2 separate regions of the Mus musculus genome follow, and region 2 is linked to region 1. The links are chromatin contacts, called in public HiChIP or PLAC-seq maps. All regions are on one chromosome and are shown on one strand. Each heading gives the region's core, a stretch centred on a gene start, on an enhancer-like site or on the middle of the called end of the contact. The rest is flanking DNA. Distances are from core to core; before and after follow the strand shown.

Evidence for each region. HiChIP or PLAC-seq counts read pairs in DNA pulled down with a chosen protein or histone mark.
Region 2: a contact with region 1 is called in a CTCF HiChIP or PLAC-seq map of pro-B cells, with 3 times the contacts expected there. The contact joins two enhancer-like sites. A contact is called at or near these places in 1 of 15 datasets of contacts at CTCF or cohesin (pro-B cells), 2 of 484 Hi-C or Micro-C datasets (muscle stem cells and nephron progenitors) and 1 of 9 other capture datasets (embryonic stem cells).

What each region holds. Positions count from the first base shown.
Region 1 is chr8:114,546,158-114,551,758 of GRCm38.p6, forward strand. The region is part of intron 5 of Wwox (WW domain-containing oxidoreductase); the gene reads left to right. Among named protein-coding and RNA genes, the nearest start is that of Gm16116, 48 kb to the right of the region's middle. Within about 2 kb of position 2,389, at least 10 of the 459 cell types and tissues checked have an H3K27ac peak or open chromatin away from gene starts, as enhancers often do. A contact at or near this core is called in pro-B cells, where this site is marked.
Region 2 is chr8:114,798,538-114,803,941 of GRCm38.p6, forward strand. All of the region lies in intron 8 of Wwox (WW domain-containing oxidoreductase), which reads left to right. Among named protein-coding and RNA genes, the nearest start is that of Gm16118, 93 kb to the left of the region's middle. Within about 2 kb of position 3,099, at least 38 of the 459 cell types and tissues checked have an H3K27ac peak or open chromatin away from gene starts, as enhancers often do. A contact at or near this core is called in pro-B cells, where this site is marked.

The DNA.
Region 1 (5,601 bases), core at 1,139-3,638:
TGGGAGAAAGGAAAGAGACAGATGCCTCTGGCCATGGCTGCCAGTGGCTGCTTCCAGCTGGGAGCGTCTTAGGCTCAGCATCAGACACTGGAATTCTGTGCCTTTGGTAACACCACCTTTCCCCCATCCATCTGAAATGTCTTGAAAACATCACTAAAACCCGCTGTTTCTTCCCAACATATCACAGCCACACCACTTTGTTCACCTCCATTCTAGACAGTTTTCTTTTCCAATTACAGTAGCCATGAATTGAATTTCTTGTATTTTAATTGTTAAAAAAAAAGACTCAATGTGACATCGATTCCTTTCACGAGTTTTTCAGTGTGAAGTATATTATTGCTGACTTTAGGTACTTGAGGACATTTTAAATGTGTTATCTACCTTATGTTTGGTTCTGTCCCTATCAGTGGGTTTCATCGCATATATGTATCATGGCAGTTTAATCAAGACTTTATTTTATCTAAAAAAAAGTTATCAATTCCTTGAGAATTCCCTACAATGCGTTTTGATCATATTCACTACCCGCCCCACTCCCCCAGTGCTCTTCAGATGCACCCACCCTTCACCGTCAATCCAACGTGTGCCTTTTGGTAAAACAACAAAAGAGAAATGTCATCCAATCCAGTTTGCACTGCCCAAATATTCTTGGATTAGTGGCCTTCCACCAGAGGCTGCACTCTTAGAGAAACCGACTCCTCCTTCCACAACCAATGCCAACACTCCACCTCTCCGGGTGAGAGGCCATGCCCAGGTCCTTAGCTCCTCCCTTCACGCTAGGAATTCATCCGATTTGGGTTTGCCCAGGCCCTGCACTCGTTATCCCAATTCCCCCTTTTAAAAATGATTCGTTTTTATTTTATGTGCATTGGTGTTTTGCCTGCATGTATGTGTGAGGGCATCAGATCACTTGGAGGTGGATGACAGACAGTTATGAGACATCATGGGGTCACTAGAAACTGAATCCAGGTCCTCTGGAAGAGTGGTCAGTGCTCTTAACCACTGAGCCATCGCTCCAGCCCCCCCTTCCCCCCCCCCCCCCCCCCCGCTATCACAGCTTCTGTGAGTTTGTATGTGTAGTTCCATCCTAGGTCCAGCAGCTACTGCTGCCTCATAGTTATCATGGGCCTGTGGCTCTCACATTGGCCTGTAGCTCTCATACCCTTAACTTTGAAAGGCATGAGGGTGCGTATATATTCCCTGTAGGGCTGATAGTTCTGTTGTTTCATGGTCTCTATACTCTGACAGTTGCATGACTCTGTATTAGTCACCATCTACTACAGGCAGAAGTTTCCCTGATGAGGACCGAGAAGCACGTTAATCTATAGGTGTAGCATATTGATGACTCATTAGGAGTTAGTTATTTTAATACCATGTCCATTTAGCAGAATAATACTAGTAAGTTTCTCGAGGGCCTGTGAACTGTCTAGCCAGAGGTTTTTAGTCCAATAATAGTACCAGCTGTGGGTTTCATCTTCTGGAGTGGAATTGAACCAGGAATTTAAAATATTTGCTTCTGCTGGCTTAGTTTTCATTCCAGGATATACTCTAGTTTCACCCAAATATTCTAAAAGTTTCTTCTCCTTGGAGCTTCTTACTGGTTGCTCCCCTGGGAAAAGCCCTCCCTTGTGTTGCGTCTTGCAGGCACACGTGTGACTGCCTCCTCTTCTGGCTGATGCAAGCACTTTATCCTTTAAGTCCAGGATGCAGAGCATGTGCCCTGGAATCAGGGCTTTAATGATTTGAGATGAACTTATCGATTTTAGGCCTGAGCATGGGGAGAGGGGAGGATATTAATACTTATTTTTAAAATATTGAGATTATATAATAAATCCCTAATGCATTAGTTATTCTATTTTTAAAAAGGCCTTTGTGAATGCTATATATAACATTTATAAGTCTGAGATATAATGTTAAAAAATTCTTTGGTCCTTAAATTCTCTGACATGGGTTATTATATTTTTATGACTATTAATTTTGATATAGGCCCTTTAAAATCAATTTTTCCCTGTAATTACAAGGCTGTTTTATGGTGTGTGTGATATATCATGTGAGTGTACTTGAGGGTCATGAGAAGTTCACATGTGTGCTGTGTGGGCCCAGACTCTTTGCCACAGCTCCAGCTCAAGGGTGGCCTGTGTGTCCCTTTCTTAGGATACAGGAGGTGCTCAGCGCCTGGGCTCCTGTCCCATCCTCCTCCTTTTGGTTTTAACATCATTGAAAACCAGCGATATCGTATATTGAGAAATCCTGGACTCGTTTGGGTATGTTTGGATTTATAGGACCAAGCAGCCACTGAGTCAAAACGATGCTGATAATTCTCCAAGTCCCAGGCAGCGCCCGGTATCACACAGTGGCCACAGCTCACTGTCTGTCAGGCTGGTTTGGTACAGAGAACCACACGTCTGTATTTTAAAAATAGAACAAGAATTATAAAATACCACAAGTCTCATCCCACAAGGGATTTACAACTCAAAGTTAAGTAAAACAAAACTGAGTAAGAAGGATGTTGTATATAGAATCCCTCCCAAACCCCCTCCCTCCTTCCCCTTGCTTTATTTTCCTCGTCTCCTTCTCTCTCTCTCTCTCTCTAAAATTTCTTTTCCTCTCTTTTTTGTCCTTTCTAGCAAGGGGATTAGAGTGAAAACTCAACTGGACGTGCCCTTCTGGGTGGTCTTAAACACTTATTTATTTTTTGTTTGTTTTTGAAACAGTATCAGTTTCTTTTTTTATTAATCATTTTATTCGTTTACATTTCAAATGATAGCCCCCTTTTCGGTTACCCCTCCACAACCCCCCCCATCCTGACCCTCCTCCCCCTGCTTCTATGAGGGAGCTCCTCCACCCACCCACCCTACCCCAGCCTCACTGCCCTAGCATCCTCTGACCCTGGGGCATCAAGCCTCCATAGGACCAAGGGCCTCCCCTCCCATTGATGTCAGATAAGGCCATCCTCTGCTACGTCTCTATCTGGAGTCATGTGTACTCTTTGGTTGGTGGTTTAGTTACCGGGAGCTCTGGGTGGTCCAGGTAGCTGATGTCGTTCTTCCTATGGGGTTGCCATCCCCCTCGGCTCCTCCAGCACAACACTTTTTGGTTGTTTTATTTATTCTTTTCTCATTTATTACACCCTAAATGCAGTTTCCCCTCCCCCCTCCCTTCCCAGTCCCCCCCCCCTTACCCCCACCCTCTCCTCCTCCATTTCTCTTCAGGAAAGGGCGGGCCTCCCAAGGATATCAACCAAGCATAGCTTGTCAAGTTGCAGCAAAACCAGCCTCTTCTGCTTTTATTAAGGGCGGACAAAAGAGTAAGAGCGAGTCATGGCCACCACGCTTAGGAGTCTCATACGAAGAGCCAGCCACACAACCGTAACATGTATGCAGAGGACGTAGACCTCCGCTGCCTCACTGATTGTCGGGCCAGCCTCTGTCAGCCCCCGTAAGCCTAGGTTAGTTGATTTCTGTGGGTTTTCTTGTGGTGTCCTGGCCCTGCTGTCTCCTACAATCTTTCCTCTCTTCTGCAGGATTCCCCAAGCCTAATGTTTGGCTGCGGGTCTATGCATCTGTTTCCCTGAGTTGCTGGGTGAAGCCTCTGTAATGATGATCACACTAGGGTCCCTGTCTCAGAGTATAGCAGAATAAAAATGAATAAGAATAATAATAGTGAGTCAGTTTCTCAAAAGGGGGGTGTGGGTTGGTTGTTGGGTATGGGTGTGGGTGGGGCATGGGGTTTTATTTACTTGGCTTTAGGGGGTTTGTTTGTTTCCTGCTCTTATTCTCATTTTCAAGACAGCATCTCACTGTGTAGGCCCAGCTCTTACTGAGCTCACAGAGATCCACTGACCTCTGCTTTCTGAAATGAGGGCATGTATCATACCAGGCTATCTGCCGGCTTTAAAGGAGAAAAAAACACACACACAAAGATGACGTTAGTAATAGTTAGTAATAAACATAAATGGTTAAGAATGTATTTCAAAATGGTAACAGTTTTTACACGTGTATCTTGACAGGAATCACCCCTCTAAGGCCTTTGGTCCTTGCCCTCTGGCCTAGTGAAACAAGCCTGCCAGACCAGCTCTCTTTGTGCCCTGGTGGCAGGTCACGGGAGTGCACTTGTGGCGATGGTGTTGAGACTCCAGTTTCTCTTGTGGCTAGAAAGAGCTTCCACCCGGAGCTGCCCTCAGCTCTACCTGCATGGTCAGTCAAGGATGGCTCCACGATCTCAAGGTCTCCCCTTCCATCCTTGTGCCTTTTTGCCTCTCTTTCTGCTTTCTGTTACGTACATCAAACTCTCAAAATAGACGGAAACATGGAAGGCGGCATGCAGTTCCCTCGTGCCTTGTGGACAGAGCTGTCTAGCAAGCCCCCCGGAGACAGTCTGCTCTGTCATTCTGGACATTCGCATTGTCCAGACAATAAGGGCAGTCGTGTATTCGGGAAAGGAGGTTCCAAGGCTGCATGCATCTGATCTGAACAGTTGCCCAGGCGTGAGACTGCGCAGAGAGCCTGTGAGGGAGCCAGCTTTCTCCAGTGGAGGACTGTAGTCTAGTTGGAATCCACATGGGGCTACTGCATGGCCTTTCTTGTCAAAAGGCTAGGTGGTAAAAAAACAAAACAAAAAACAAAAAACCAAAAAAACAAACAAATAAAAAACCCAACTTATAGCTCTGTGAGCGCTGTAGTCCTTGTTGAAATGCTGTTCTGCTATTACAACATGGAAGCAGCATAGAAAATTTATACGTGGATGCTGTGTTCTAATAAAACTTTATTTATACAGCCAGGCTGAGGGCCAGATTTGCCCTATGGACTATATTCTGACAGTCCGTCTGGACTCTAGCTTTCCTCCGACACTTACTTATCCCATAAATGTATGCAAGTCAATTCATTCTGTGTTACAGTTTCCTTATTTGTCAAATGGACTGAAACCAGCTTCGTTGCCATGTTTTGAAAAGTGTAGATGATGTAGTTTATTCAAAACATACAGGGTTCAGAGTGATAGCTCACATATTATTTCTGTGCTGTTTTGTGCAATTATGGAGGATGGAGGGAGCTCTTCCTAGGCGTACCACACATGGAGGACAGTTGATCTGAGGTTGCTCTTGCTTTCCAGTTTGACAGCTGCCTTGCAATTTCAGTGGGTCATTTTGGAAGTTTGAAGGTCACTGTGGCCGTCCTCTTCTGTGCTAGAGAATTCACATTTCCTCAGAGCAATTTTAGACACTTGATTTGCTTCCGGTTTACTCCCAAGAGCTTCTGAGATCATTCCCCACTCTCCCACAGGGCAGAGAGCACATTTTCACTCTGGGTTTGTCTAATCTGTTGTGGAATATTCTTTGCTCAAGAAGGGTGAGGCGTCAGAATACCAGGAAGTCTATACGCAAAGCCACCAGGGTTAGCCTTAAGTCAGCAAGAAGACAAATGTACAAGGGCCGCAGAGTTGGTCCAGGGATCTGGGGATGGATGGGTTGTTCCCTGGTGGGGCTGGTGAGATGGCTCAGTGGTTAAGAGTGCGGACTGCTCTTCCAAAGGTCCCGAGTTCAAATCCCAGCAACCACATGGTGGCTCACAACCATCCATAAAAAAAAAAAAAGAAAGAAAAGGGTTG
Region 2 (5,404 bases), core at 1,849-4,348, 250 kb after region 1:
CCCCACGTCCGACATGGAGATAGAATTTTTCATAACCCTTTACTAGTCATAAATTTGATTGTTAAAGGACCCGGGTTGATCTTATTTCTAATACCCTCGTCCCCTGATTTAGGGGCATTTTCTTTCCACTACCTCCCCCAACCCCCCCCAAAAAAAAAACGCTTGGTAGGGAAGCACATAAAATATGTCACCTGATATTGGAGGATTGTTTATTTCTATTCATTTTGGACCTGAATAGTACCTATGAGATGCATCTGAAAACTTATCTTGTTTATACATTTATTCTATTGCCATTCTCCCATTACCTGAAACAGTCACTTTGAACAGCCAGCAAAGCTGTGCGTGCCCTTGCCTGGCTGCGAGCCACCCAGGTAAAGGATCTTTGCTAACAATGCATTTTAGTGACCACAGAAATGGCACGTGGCAAGAGTTATAATTTTGCACTGTCATTTCTTTGCCCCTCAGATCCCACACCTGCCTTTCTCATAGCCCTTTATGGATGCACAGAGCTGCTTCGTTCCGTTTTCTGCTAGGCTTCTCTTTGCTTGGCACCCAGTAGGTGCTGGGGAAATTAATACACTCGTAAGTGCACTGCGGTGTTCAGCAACACAGTACACAGATGAAAATCCCCACAGTGAGCCAACTCGGCTCTACTCGTGAGGGGGTTTTGTGAGAATTCACTGAAATCATTCAACCGGACACCCGCCAGCCCCTTCCTATAGGCGACCTTCGCGGAAACTCTTGCAGAGGTTCCAGAAAGAAACCTCCTGAGTAACTGAAGGCGAGAGGTTAGGATGGAACTTTTCAAAATCCGTCTCTTGTCCACGAGAGCCGCTGATCTGCTTCTATACCAAGCAGACATGGAGTCCCCTGTAAAGCGTCTAGTTAATTCTTGTGGACAAACGAAGGGCTTCTGACCCAAAGATGGTTTTTTTTGGGGGAGGGTGCGTATCCGGGGTCTCCGAACCCCGCCTCCATGGGTGGTCAGGTGATTCTTAAGCAGGCGACTACGCTGCTCTTGAACCAGCTTCTAAGAAAGGAAACACGTACACACACCTCACCAAAGAGTGTGTTTTGTCTAAAGACAAGCAGCTGATCATGACTAATGCGAAGGTCCACAAGTAAGGCGAACCGACCAATGAACCACACTCCAAAGAGGTTGTATCCGAGCTGGACCATGTTCCCCGTTAAACAGTTTACTCTCTCCTTGGAAACAGGATCGGATCCAATATAAATAAATGTATAACACCCCTCTTTCATTCATATACAAGGAATTCCCACTTCCGTTACTAACTCACACGCATGCACACGCGCACACACACCCAGAGGCATACTAAGCTACACATCAGCTCACCTAGAATATCGAACTACACCCTGCATTCCTGTTTTTCCTGCAGTTTCTCTGCCCTGCGGTCAGGGTCGGTATTTGCCATCTGTCTCAGTGAATGGGTGGATGGGAGCCGGTATGTTTAGACATTATTAGTAAGAACAAAACATCACAGAACTGAATAGTCGTGCTGTTGGGGGTTGGGGGCAGTGAAAACGGACTCAGGAACCCGGGTGTTCCACATGGAAATGTATGCTTGATGCTTAGCCTTGGGCAGAATCGTACAGTCGCGCTGCCTGGCCCAGACTTCCCCACATATCACCATTGGTGATATGCAGACCCATTTTCTGATTGCAGATTCATCTGTCCCTACATGTGAGCTTGTCTGAGATTCATAAAAAAGCAGGAATTTGGGGGCAAAGGAGAAGGGATCAGCTTCCTTCTTTACACACAAATGAGATGTCATTTTGCCAAATGTTCATTAGAGCTGATGCTTGCTCTAGGTGTCAAACCAGGGAACAGGAATGTGGCTGTGGCTGTGGCTGCATGTGGTGGCTGCACTCGGGGCTGCTTTATAGTAGTCCCTTCCTATGCACTGTGTTTCCTCTGAGTCTTCTAAGCATTTCCTTGTTTTACAAAGTGGAGGGCTTTTTTTTTTTTTTATAAGATGTGTACTCCTCACTGTTAAGTATAGCTATCTATTGAATTGAAGGAGTGTAGATAAAATGAAAAATTTCAAAACATTTATTTTATTCTCAAGGATGTATAAATCTGTGTGTGGGTATGTGCGTGTAAGTGCATAGGTAGCCATGGAAGCCAGAAGTAAATACATGCCCTGAAGCTGGAGTTACAGGCAGTGGATGCTAGTTACTAAATCAATGCCCCATCTCTCCAGCCCCTTAATTTAAACTTTTGAAGGGCATTAAGACTATTCAGGGAAGGGCTGGTGGGATGGCTTAGTGGAGCCTGCTGGCAATCCAGATGGCCTGAGTTCAGTCCCTGGGACCCACATGTGTGAAGAACCAAGTCCTACAAGTTGTCCTCTGACCTCCCTGAATATGTGAGTGTGGTTCGTGTGTATATGTACACAGACACACACTCTAAATTAAGAGAGATATTCAGAGAAGTAACATATATTAATAGTTTACATTTTGAATGTAAAAAGCAGTTTATGAAAATGCATGTACCACATTAAAATCATTATACTAATACACGTATATGCATAGTACAAGATTCTGAACTAAATACACATATATACACACAATATATGTAGTTATTTATATATATAAATATATGTGTGTATATATATTTGTGCACAGGTATGTATATACAGGCATGCGTAGAAAAAGCTGCAGAAAGAAACACATGAGGGTCAGAGAGATGGCTTAGAGCACTGACTGCTTTTCCAGAGGTCTCAGGTTTGATTCCCAGAACCTACATAATGGCTCATAACTGCTCATAATTCATGCATGTGGTGCAAAGACATATATGTGGGCAAAACACCCATGCACATAAAATAGATAAATTAATTAATTAATTAATTAATTACTAGATCAGTAAAGAAATTATTTTAAAACTGGAACAAAAGAAACCCAGCAAAATGTCTGTAGCCCCATAGGACGAACAACAATATGAACTAGCCAGTACCCCCCAGAGCTCCCAGGGACCAAAGCACACATGGTGGGACTCATGGCTCCAGCTGCATATGCAGCAGAGGATGGCCTAGTCCGACATCAATGGAAGGAGAGGCCCTTTGATCTATGAATGCTCTTTGCCCCAGAGTGTGGGGAAAGCTAGGGCCAGGAAGCAGGAATGGGTGTGGTGGTGAGCAGGAGGAGGGGGGAGGGGATGGGGACAGATGTTTTTCTGAGGGGAAACCAGGAAAGGGGATAACATTTGAAATGTAAATAAAGAAAATATCCAATAAAACAAATGTCTGTAGTTACCTAATGAACTTGGTCAGATAGACCCAGGTTCAAATCTGTCTCTATCACTCATTGCCCATGTGATGTGACGTCGACTCTGTGGTTTGACAGCATCCTGTTTTCCTTCTGTAAGGGGACAGTTAAAAAAAGAAACACTTGTCTCCCAGGGATACACGTCACTGGCCTATGTACACGTATGGCACCTGAATGTGCCAGGCTAGAGTTTAGCTAGAGCTTTTCCTGTGCCCTTCCTTTGTCCTTCGCTCCTCCCACTGGAAGCAAGGGTTACTTTTATAATATGAAAAATGAATGTAGACTTAGCCAAGGGCTGGTGAGCCTATTTCCATGGTCTGGTATCTTGCTTGACACCAGAGGGTGTCTCCAAATGGAGGATTCTCGTGATGGGAATTGGGCAGAGCTAGTCTTCAATCCAGATTTGATCCTGATGGGTTTCCTCACATCATCCCTCCTAGACCTCCCGAGCTCCCACAGACACCAATTGTAAAAGAGCAGACATCACCTGCCAAAGACACTCACTTGACGATGCTTGATCTCCTGGGACCTAGCTGTGGAAACTCGAATGAAGAGGGGAACCTGACTCTGTAGGGCGTGATAGGGCCTGTGTTCCTCCGGCTGGAAAGATGAAGAATATCACAAGGAATCTGAATGAAGGAGAAGAAAGGCGTTCTGCACAGTACCACAGTGGATGTTGCCAGGTCTAAACTCACTCTCTCGCTCATTCAGCCTTTGAATTTTGGTAGGAATCCTTAGAGTCCAAGCACTCAGGAAAACCATGTTGCTTGCAATTGTCATGGAGCAAAACTGAGGTAGCAAAAGCCCGTCTGCAAAGGTGGAAATTTGCCTTGGAGTTGGACCTTGGCAGAAGGCTACATGAGGCCTTAGGTAATCCAAAAGGCAGGTGTATGCCCAGTTTTTGGTTTTTGGTTTTTATTTTTTATAAAAGACTCAGCAATACTTTGTGAGTAAATGGTTCCTACATCAACCTTCTAAACTGGCATGATGTCAAATGATAATTCAGGGAAGGCATTTCTACAGGAAGCAGAGATAATAAGCCCCGAGTGCTTTTGTTTTCTGCCTTTGTTTCTTAATGCAGGGAAAACCTTCAGCCTCCCAGTTAAAAACCCAGATGAGGGGCTGGGAGTCGTCACAGTCTGACCCCTGAGGACATTAGTCCAATTTTGTTCTGTAACCAGAACAAGTAGCAAAATGAGACAGGACAAAAGAAACAAGAGATAACATTTACTTCTCGGTTTAAGGGTGTGCATGTGTGCATACCTGCATGTGTGTGTGTGTGTGTGTGTGTGTGTGTGTGTGTGTGTGTGTAGTGGGTAGAATAGGGGGTTGTGGGAATGCTTTTTTTCTTACCGATGTCATAGCTCTCCATCCAGTGTCCCCAGGGTTCCTCGGGGACACAGGCTGATTTCCATTGTGTCATCTGGTACAAGTGTCCCTGATTGCCACTAGAGGGCGTCACAACAGCTACAAAGTGCTTTAATCTGAGGTGTCCTATGTCACTGGCTCTCAGCCTCTCAGCTGCCTATTGGCTAGACTTGACTGGTGTCTCCAGGGACTCTGATGTAAGACCTCTCTATGGTCACAGGGGGGAAGAAAACAAGACGTCACATCCTGCACCTTTACTACAGGGTTGCACCTCAGGTCCGGGAGAGACTGGCATATAGGTTGATATGACAAAGTGGATGACAAGGCCAAAGGACAGTAGCTTGGCCACTGCAGCTTTAACCTGCACTATAAACAGAAGCCCAGATAACCCCATAGGAACATTGTGTTGGCTGCAAAGCATGCATCTACCAAGTGCTATGGTGAACACTTCAAATCCCAAATGGCATGCAATATAAGAATCTCAACCCAGCACTGCTCCCTGAATTAAGGGATCTCAAATGTCCTACTTCCTCGAGTCCGTGGGTCCCCAGACCTTACCTGCCATGCTCTGTGGATTGTAAAGGACCATATCCCCTTAGCATACCCTCATGATCTGTCGATGGGTGTTGAATGCCTCATAGGGTTATATATAGCCTGGCGCCTGGTAGCTACCCTGTCTTGCTGTTTGTAACTCAGAAACCCTGTTTCTTTGTGTCAAGGACAGTTGAAGCTTTAATCATCACCATGCTGC